Regions from separate parts of the Sus scrofa genome. Here region 1 is linked to region 2. The links are chromatin contacts, called in public promoter capture Hi-C maps. All regions are on one chromosome and are shown on one strand. Each heading gives the region's core, a stretch centred on a gene start, on an enhancer-like site or on the middle of the called end of the contact. The rest is flanking DNA. Distances are from core to core; before and after follow the strand shown.

The links. Promoter capture Hi-C pulls out the DNA fragments that hold promoters and counts their contacts.
Region 1: a promoter capture Hi-C map of liver shows a contact between it and region 2, with 5 times the contacts expected there. The contact joins the promoter of AHCYL2 here to the promoter of UBE2H in region 2. A contact is called at or near these places in 1 of 5 promoter capture datasets (liver) and 1 of 2 datasets of contacts at active chromatin or transcription factors (alveolar macrophages).

What each region holds. Positions count from the first base shown.
Region 1 is chr18:19,439,055-19,443,368 of Sscrofa11.1, forward strand. It overlaps AHCYL2 (adenosylhomocysteinase 3), which reads right to left and starts at 2,785. Exons shown (of 17, transcript XM_005657758.2): 1 at 2,362-2,785. The coding sequence starts at 2,724.
Region 2 is chr18:18,817,172-18,821,613 of Sscrofa11.1, forward strand. It overlaps UBE2H (ubiquitin-conjugating enzyme E2 H), which reads left to right and starts at 2,441. Exons shown (of 5, transcript XM_021078796.1): 1 at 2,441-2,969. The coding sequence starts at 2,917.

The DNA.
Region 1 (4,314 bases), core at 1,535-4,034, 620 kb after region 2:
TTACATAGCCAAAGGCAGCTATTTCAAGTCTAAGTACCTACAGTCCTTCCCTACACTAAAATAAAAGGAGAAGGAAGTCAAGGTCAGAATGATTATTTAAATAAACTAAAAGCCAGGAAAGTTTCAACAAATCGAAATGTCACACTGCAGTCCCTTGGGGAGGTGACTTTCAACTTGGAGAAAGGTCAGTCTCATGCACTTGTTTTAATATAACTTATTCAATACCAAGAAAGTTAAAGATTCTGCCCCCTAAAAGCAGCTCAGTAATGCCTTTTATTAGTTGTGTCACACAGCTGCATCCTTCCCCAGAGCTTAGCCTGCTTAACTTCCAATAGAGAAACTGTTTTTTGGTTGCAATTAACATTGTAAGGCAAGCTCAGCCCTGTCTTCCACAGCCTTGGGGCTGCTGAGTAAATCTAGAATCATGGAACCTACATTTTGATGCTGGAAAAACAGGAAGGTGGTTCAGCAACAAGGAAAATGGTTAAGAAACACAACCTGAATTAGGAAAAACAGACTGACACGCTGGCCTGTGATTTTTTTCACTTCTTTATGTAGAATCTATTGAATTGTGTGTACCTTTCAAAGGAAGCCATGATGGCATGCATTTAACATGATGAGAGGAGGGAAAAAACAAAATCAATTCTCCATAATAGCTATTATTTCTGAAGCCCTCACAGTATGTGCCAAGTTCAATGCCAAAGCCCTCTACAAATACTTCTAATCTTCACTCGTACTAGTAACTTCATTTTATAAAAGAGAAAACTAAGATTTAGAGAATTTGGAAATTACCCAAAACCTAGTTAGTGGGGGTACTAGGATTCGAACTCAGGTCTGCCTGACTGTAAATCCCATGTTCTAAAGGCAATTTGTCAAACACTCTTACCAAAATACAGAGTTTACACAAAAAGACCCTTAATCACAGGATCTGGCCAAAGTTATAAAGCAGCTTGACTGGTTTACAAACGTGTTTCAGATTTCCAGACTCGAATCTAGGTACTACCAGCACTGGTGCCTGTGCTGCCCCTCTTTCCTCCTATAGCTCCTCCCATGGGAGATTCATAATGCAAATGTGAAGACAATGTCCTAAAGCATCATTAAACACAGCTTTCACTCTTGCCTCTGACACTGTCTGATCATCTATATTTGGGTAATTCGAATGAAAGGGTTCTCTGCTCTATACCTTAATAATGAGGCAGTTATAAGAAAAGTTAGGCTGGATCCAAGGTTCCACTTCAGCTGAGTCCCACACAGTGAAACCAATGCAGACTGTTATCATTTTCTCAATGTTCTGATAAAGCAATTAAAAATCATTCACAAAACAAAAAAACCATAAATCACCATGTTCACATCATGCCTCAGAAATTAGAGCAATCATCCCTTTTGATGTGATCCACATTGCTGTTTTTGCAATATTTCCCCCTTTTTTTTTCCTGTACTGACTTAGCTTTATGAGAGGAGAAACACACCATAGATAGAGCCATCCTAAAAATAATACTGGGATGGGTATTAAAATCACACATCTAGGCACACCTACTCCTTGGTGCTCTTCTTCAAAACTCTGTCTGGAAGAAACTGACAGCTGAGACAGAAAACCCCACTGTGATCGCTTTTCCCAAAAAGAGAAGCATTCCTAACACTTCCTAACACTTTCAGATCATAATGAAAGACCTAATAAAACAATCACCTCTTCATACACAGTACAATAATCTTGGTGGCGACCAACTACTGGGCAGAGAGAACAAACCTCTGAAGAGAAAAGAGTGAAGAGAGTCCATTACCCTTCTACATTCAGAGAGGATGTAAGGAGATCGCAGAATCTGGAATGAAGGGCACAGCATCAGTACTGCTCGATGGAAGTGGTTGGACAAGAACGGCAGAAAGTCATCATCTGCACAGAAACCACACAACTGAGGATCTCAGAGCGAGGTAACTACTCCTTACTCGTTCTTCCAAGAGAGAACCCTTACTGCTGAGTGAACTCTCATAAGCAGTGAGGTTTTTCTACACCATCGGGGTCTTCTCCCCGACAGTCTGGAACATACACACGGAGCATGTCGGGGAGTTCAGCGAGGGCTAAGATTAGGTGGCTCTCCTCTCCCAGCCTACTATTCCAAGTAGTAGGCGAGAGCGCTACCTCCATGTTATTCCCAGCGAAGTACGGCCGTACCCCCTGGAGTCTTCACTCCTCAGCATGGGGCCAGGAAGGGGGCATCTCCGAGAGAGCGGATTTAAGGGCGAAAGGGATCTCTCGGCTTCTACGATGACAAGAGAGGGCGTGGAGGGTGGCGCCGCGCCGCGAGGATCTGCGGTTCCCCCTCCTACCCTCCCTCTCCGACAGAGGCAGCCCGGCCCCAATACCTTCTTGACTGTACGCGGCGCCTCGGTGACGGTGCCGTCGGGGCTGACCAGGGCCTCGCCGCCGTCGCGGTGTCTCTGATGCTGGTGATGAGGGTCGCTCCGCTTCATGGCCGACGCCTGAGGCACTTTCCCAGCGGCGGGGCTGAGAGCCGCGGCGGGCCCCGATCCCGGGCCAGGGGCCGGGGGCCGCTCCGCCGCGGGAGCTGGAGCCTCAGGGTCCCCACCGCCTGCTGGAGGGGCCATGGCGCTCACAGCCGCCGTGCTCAGTCCCAGCTGCGCCTCCGCCTCGGAAGGGCTCAGGTCCTTCAGCTCCACCTCAGGCACCTTCGAGGCAGCCGCTGCCGACACGACCTGCACCGACATCACCGCCTCCACTGCAACCGCCGGCTCAGACTCCAGCTCCAGCTCGGCCCCGCCTCCCGCCTCCCTTCCCCTTCCCTCCCCCATTCCCCCACTCCTCCCCTCCATCGCCTCCGCTCCCACCCACTTCCTCCGCCTGCCCACCCGCCCGCCGGCCCCGGCCTCTCCCTCCCCTCTCTGCCCCGCCCCGCCCCGCCTCGCCCCGCCCCGCCCCGCCCCGCCCCAGACCGCTCCGTCCGGCTTGCCCGCGCGTGTGGTGCCACGGAACCTGTAGTGCGCTTGCTCTGGGCCGAAGGCGGCGAAGAGACGGTGGGACCTCAGCCCCCGACCACCCCTGCGCGCCGCCGGGGGCGGGGCCCGCGAAGCCCCCTGGGGGTTGTAGTCCCGGTCGCCCTTCCTCCGGCAAGCGGGATTCTGTAGCAGAGATGGAGCTTTAGCGCCGGCGACTAAAAGAAAGAAGTGAGGATAGGTGACATGAAGAAGAACATGAGGAAGAGAAGGTCTCCAGAGGAGTTGCGGCTTCCGAGGAGCTAGCTCTAGAAACCCTAAGTTTGGGAAGGTGGAGGAAGATTGACTCTACCCCGACAGTGTAAATTTCTTCCTAGGGTGCACCTCTGCTATCACGTGAGCAGGCATTTAAAGGAAAAGCGGTGGGGAGAGAGCTGGCCTCAGGCTTAATCAAGTGACTTAATTTTTCTGCGTCCGTGAAATTAGGACCTCACACCTTTACTGGCTTTGTTTTTAGAAGGAATAACATGGTCCTGTTTTTAATTGCCTGTTGTGGCAATTTCTGGCACATTCTGGGCTTGGAGTTTAGTATCAGTCTAAAAAAGAAGTTAGGTATCACTAGGTCAAAATTTCAAGACTAAGGAATGAAAACCATTGCCTTAAACAAAGCCAATTCTTTTGCCCTATTAATTCTACTAGGGATATTGTAGAACCCAAGTTTGTATGCCTGTGGCACGGTGAGGCCAAACAAATCGAAACATCAGAGTTTGGAGCAGAGGAAAGTTTATTGCAGCGTGCCAGGAAGAACAGCAGCTGGAGTTCAAAAAACCCTAACTCCCCCATAGTTTTCAGGGAAAAGTTTTTAAGGCAGAATTGGGGTTGAGGGCTCCAGGGTGTGTGATCTTATTCTAATGGGTTGGTGGTGCCATAACCAGGTGATATATCTCTGGGATCTCAGCCTTCTGGTTCCAACCGGCCTATTGCTTGTGGTCAACATGTGGTCACCATTTTCCTCCTGGGTAGGGGTCTTAGTTTTAGTAGAACTCAGACACACATCAGATTGTTATCTATATCCCTTCAGGAGGAACAAGGAGTCCTGTGATGCTATTGTCCTGCTGACATCTTCAGCTTGCTCTTTGGAACTTGGGGAAGGCCTGGGAAACTAAAGCCCTTTGGGTTTTTTGTTAGTTTGTTTTGGTTTTTTTTTTTTTTTTGCCATGCCTGAGGCATGTGGTGGTTAGTTCCTGGGCCAGAGTTCAAAGTGGGCCAGAGCAGTGACCCTGGCCACTGCAGTGACACCATCAGGTACTTAACATTGTGCCACAAGGGAACTCCTAAAGCCTTTTTTTTTTTTTTTTATATATA
Region 2 (4,442 bases), core at 1,191-3,690:
AGTGGCTGAAACACTGGGAGGCAAGGTGAGCGCAAACTTACTCTGCTCAAGAGGAGCTCCAGGTTCGTTAAGCCAAAAATAAATCAAACCAGGGCTGTCATTTGGCACCACTTTGGTGCCACCTTTTGAACCTACCTGGTCATAGGGCATGATCAGGAGTCCTCTGAGGCTCTGGAAAGAGGAGGGCTTGGGGAGGAAGTCAGAATAAGGGGAGGTAGATTTATGAAGGAGCAGATGGCAAGATACCCAGAGAGAAAGGTGTAAAAATGTAAATATAACTTCACCACAAAGAGTAACACTAAGACATCTTAAACCCCCTCTCCAAAAAAGTGAATGTTCTTCTTAACGGCCACACAGTGCATAGCGAGTGGGGCAAGTGGAGAATTGATATTAATACCCCTGCTAGTATCCTATCACACCTTACAATAACACTTCACATCGCCTTTATGAAAAGCAATTTTTAGTTTACAAGGGGCTTTCGCATTCATCTTTTCCATCTATTCCATCAACCCACTCAAGTGGGTAGGGCATTATGAACCACATTTTACAGATGAGAAAACTGATGCTTGGGGAGGATGTAAGCAATTAACTGAGGCATAATTAAGAGCTGGGGAGGGGCAGGTTTGTCCTAAGTAACTCAGAGTTAAGATACTTACTGGGAAGGCTGATTCCTTTTTGACAACTGCTCAGAGGCTAACTGCCATTGCATTCCTGGCTAGAGCAGCCCTACCTTCTCCAGGGTAGTCCAGAACAAGTCTCTCTAAATAAATACTTCGCTAATAATTTTTGCTTAGTGCTTAGATCACGGCAGCATAACATCTGTGAGAATTAAAGCAGCAGGGAAAATTTCTAGATCCCTCTATGCCCTTTTTACTCAAGTATCCCATCCCTGATCAGTTTTTTCTGTTCTGGAAAAAATATCTGTGGGTTCTCTGAGCTTACCACCTTGCTCTCAGGTGGGGAAGAAACCTCCTTATTTGCAGAGGAGGTTATGGAAGTGCAGGACCCACCTAGAGGGGTCAGGCAGGTGTTTGGCAAGTGCTGAGGCCTATGGTGGAATCTATCAGGAGTGGTTCTCAAACTTTGGCCTGCATCAGAATCATCTGGGGAGCTTGTTAAAGACTTAGACATCCAAGCCCCACCCTCGACCCTCTGAATCAGAATTCCCAGGGTGGGGCCTGGACATTTGTGAGCTTAACAAGCTCCCCAGGTGATTCAGAAGTACACCAAAGCTTGGGAATCACAAGAGTGGGAGATACTCAGGTGAAGGAGAGTGGGGAGCCAAGTTTGGCTCCAGGTTTGTGTGTGTGTGTGTATAGCTGTTACATAAGGGGACCCAACTCACAGCACATGGTTTGACAAAATTCAAATGTATTCATGGGAACAAGGGAATAGATAAAAATTTTGAAAACAGGTGGCAGTGAAAATGGGATATAAATACAAGAGCTGCCTAGAACACTTTTTCCTGCCTCCTTTGGCGGGTTGACTTCTGGGTTCCGCGTCACTTCTTTTGGAGAGCTTTGTAGAGCGGTGTATCTCAAACTTTACTACACAAAGGAATCACCTGGGGACCTTGTTAAATTGCGAATTCTAATTCAGTAGGTCTGTGGTGGAGCCCTAGCCTGCATTTCTAACAAGTTCCCAGGTGATGCTGACACTCTAAATCTAGACCGTATTGGGAGTGCCGTGTAAATTTAAAGTATTTCTTAGTTCACCATATCCTCATGTCCAGCAGGGTGATGACTACAATAGGTGCTCAATAAATACTTACTGAATGATGAAGTATATGGGGTTGATATAGGAGTTTGGAGGGCAGAACAATTTGCCTGAAGAAGAGCATGTTTGGGGTATTTCTGCTTCTATCAGTCATTCATTTTGTGAAATCACCTCATACTGAATAGAATAAGGATGTTAGTACTAAATTATTTCTGGCCTTGTGGCCTGGCCGCCTCAACTCTAATCCTTGAAAAGGTGACCCTATACACAGGAGCATAGCAAACTCTGATTTGCAAGCTCAGAGATGCCTTGCTCTAGTCTACAATCCATGCAAACAAATTCTCTCCCTCCAAGGAGGGAGCAGAGTGCAGGGAAATGCTTGTGTAGGAATTTCCAGATTTTGGTGACTGGGTTAATTGCCACCTTGGCTTCCTCAAATCAAATAAACAGAATTTTTAACAGTGTACGTGGGAAGGAGGGTCATTACCCTAAAATACATGGATGTAATAATAGTGCCATTATTTAACCATTATCGTTTATGATGATGATAACGACACTGGCAGTTGAGCGATTAAGTGTGTGGGGGAGTTGGGGGAGGGGGCGGAGAGCTGGGCGGTCAGGAGAAAGTGGAACTACATCTCCCAGAATCCCTCGAGAAAAGTTCACGCCGCGGCGGCGGCGGCACCCCACCCCTTTTGCCAGCCGGACCCGCCCCCTCCGATGACGTCACAGAGGTGACGTCACGGCGCCCAGAGCGAGGCTGGGGTAGAGAGGCCGACTGAGCAGGAATCGTCCGCTTGTCGTGGAGGCTGCTAGGGAGCCGGCGAGAGGGTGAGCGGGCGAGCAGGCAAGCAGGCGAGCGAGCTAGAGCAGGAAGGAGGGAGAGTCGCGCGGCACAGAGGCGCGCCGGGGCTGGGCCGAGGCGGAACCCACAGCCGGAGAGGGGCAGCCTGAGCCGGGCGCCGCGGGGTCCCCACCCCCACTCGGCCGGACAGTGCCCGGTGTTCCCCCGTGCGGGGGGCGGCGGCGGCGGCGGCGGCTGACGGGACCGGACAAGACCGCGGGGGTGTTGCCACCTCCACCGAGGAGCCGGCGCGACCGCGGGCTCCTCAGAGCCGGGGCCCAGGGCCCGTGACAGACGGGCCGAGGAAAGGAGAGAGGCGGCGGCGGCGCAGGCGACGGGGAGGCAGCGGCGACACCATGTCATCCCCTAGTCCGGGCAAGAGGCGGATGGACACAGACGTGGTCAAGCTGTATCCTTCGAGGAGGGGGGATTCGGGCTGTATGTGGGGGGCAGTATGGGGATGCCCACGGCACCCCCTTGAAACCTAAACAGGGGCCCAGGGGCACTCCAGGCCACTGTCCGAGGCTCCTTCTTTCGTCTCCCTCCCCCCAGTGCCTACGGAGGCTCCTTGGCACCTCCCAGGAGCTGAGAGCCTTCTCGGCTCCCCCTTTATCTGCAGCACCCCGAAATGTGCGTTGTTCCACGCTCTTTCTGCACCCCCAGTGCCCGTGACTTTTCTCCACGACGTTTGGACTCCCAAAACGGCTTTTTTTTTTTTTTCTTTCTTTTCTTTTTTTTTTTTTTTTGCAGGACCAGCCACCTCTCTCCACTACAGAGCCCACGTTCTTTTTCCTCTCTGCTCGCTCTGGATTTAGGGACTCGATATAGAAATTCCCGAGAGTGAAGCCTTTCTCCTGTTCTTGAGATGCCTCCATTCCCTCCACTCACAATGCTTCTTGAACTGGGGTAACTCAAGTGACCTCCTTTATCCCTAATTCCTTTCTATATTAGGAAGAGAGTATTCTACTCAGTGCCCCCTCTTGTAATAAAGAGCTCTGAGTGTTTTCAATCCGAGACCCCTGTTAAGCTTCCTTGTCCCTGGAAGAACCCCACCGACAATGCCTATCCCACCCATAGTTGTATTTGGTGAGGACCCCCAGGCCCTCCAGCCAGCCACCCTCCATATTGTGGCTATGACAGCTGTGGGGAGGGAGAGAGAAAGAGGATCTCCCTGACTAAATAGCCCCTGTGCTAGCCATTTAAGCAAACTCCCTGTTTGAGAATAAGGTTCTTGGGGAATAATTATCCTGATCTTGCCAAATGACACCCTTTATTTTCCGACCCCCCCCCCAACTTTGTGTACTCTGAAGGTAGCAGTGGGACAGCTCTAACTGATAAGAGTCCTTCAGGCAGTGGTTTTGGTTGGAGTCCAGACTGATTATTTCATGACCAGCTAGAGAAATTCGCGAAGGTTCTTGGGACAAATCGAGACATTTTTTTGAGGGGTAATTTAGAGGGTGGGGGGAGAGAGGAAATGAGCCCAGTGTTGTGAACAGCTAATCCCTGGGGAGAGGGGAATCCGGGTGGGGAGTGGTAGTGTGAGAAACGCAGTTGAAAAGTCTGTCTCTCCTGCTTCTTGTTTCTCCCTCACCCCATCCCCCCACCATTTCCCCCTGTTGCAGGGTTTTGTTTATATAACTCAAGTTGTTTGGCTAGATTCTTCAGGTGAATTCCTTCTTTCTTCCTTTTATTGTTACTGTTTTTGATTGGACGTTTTGCCTCATTGCAGAGATCAATGATTATTGTTAAGTATTCTGTTAAGGAATTCGCTGAAGTTTTTAAAAAGTAGTTTTTGCATTTGATTTGGAAGTGGGGGATGGGAGGGAAGTTGCCTGGGCAAGTGATTTTCCCCCCGCATAATCTTTTCAGGAACAAGGTGTTT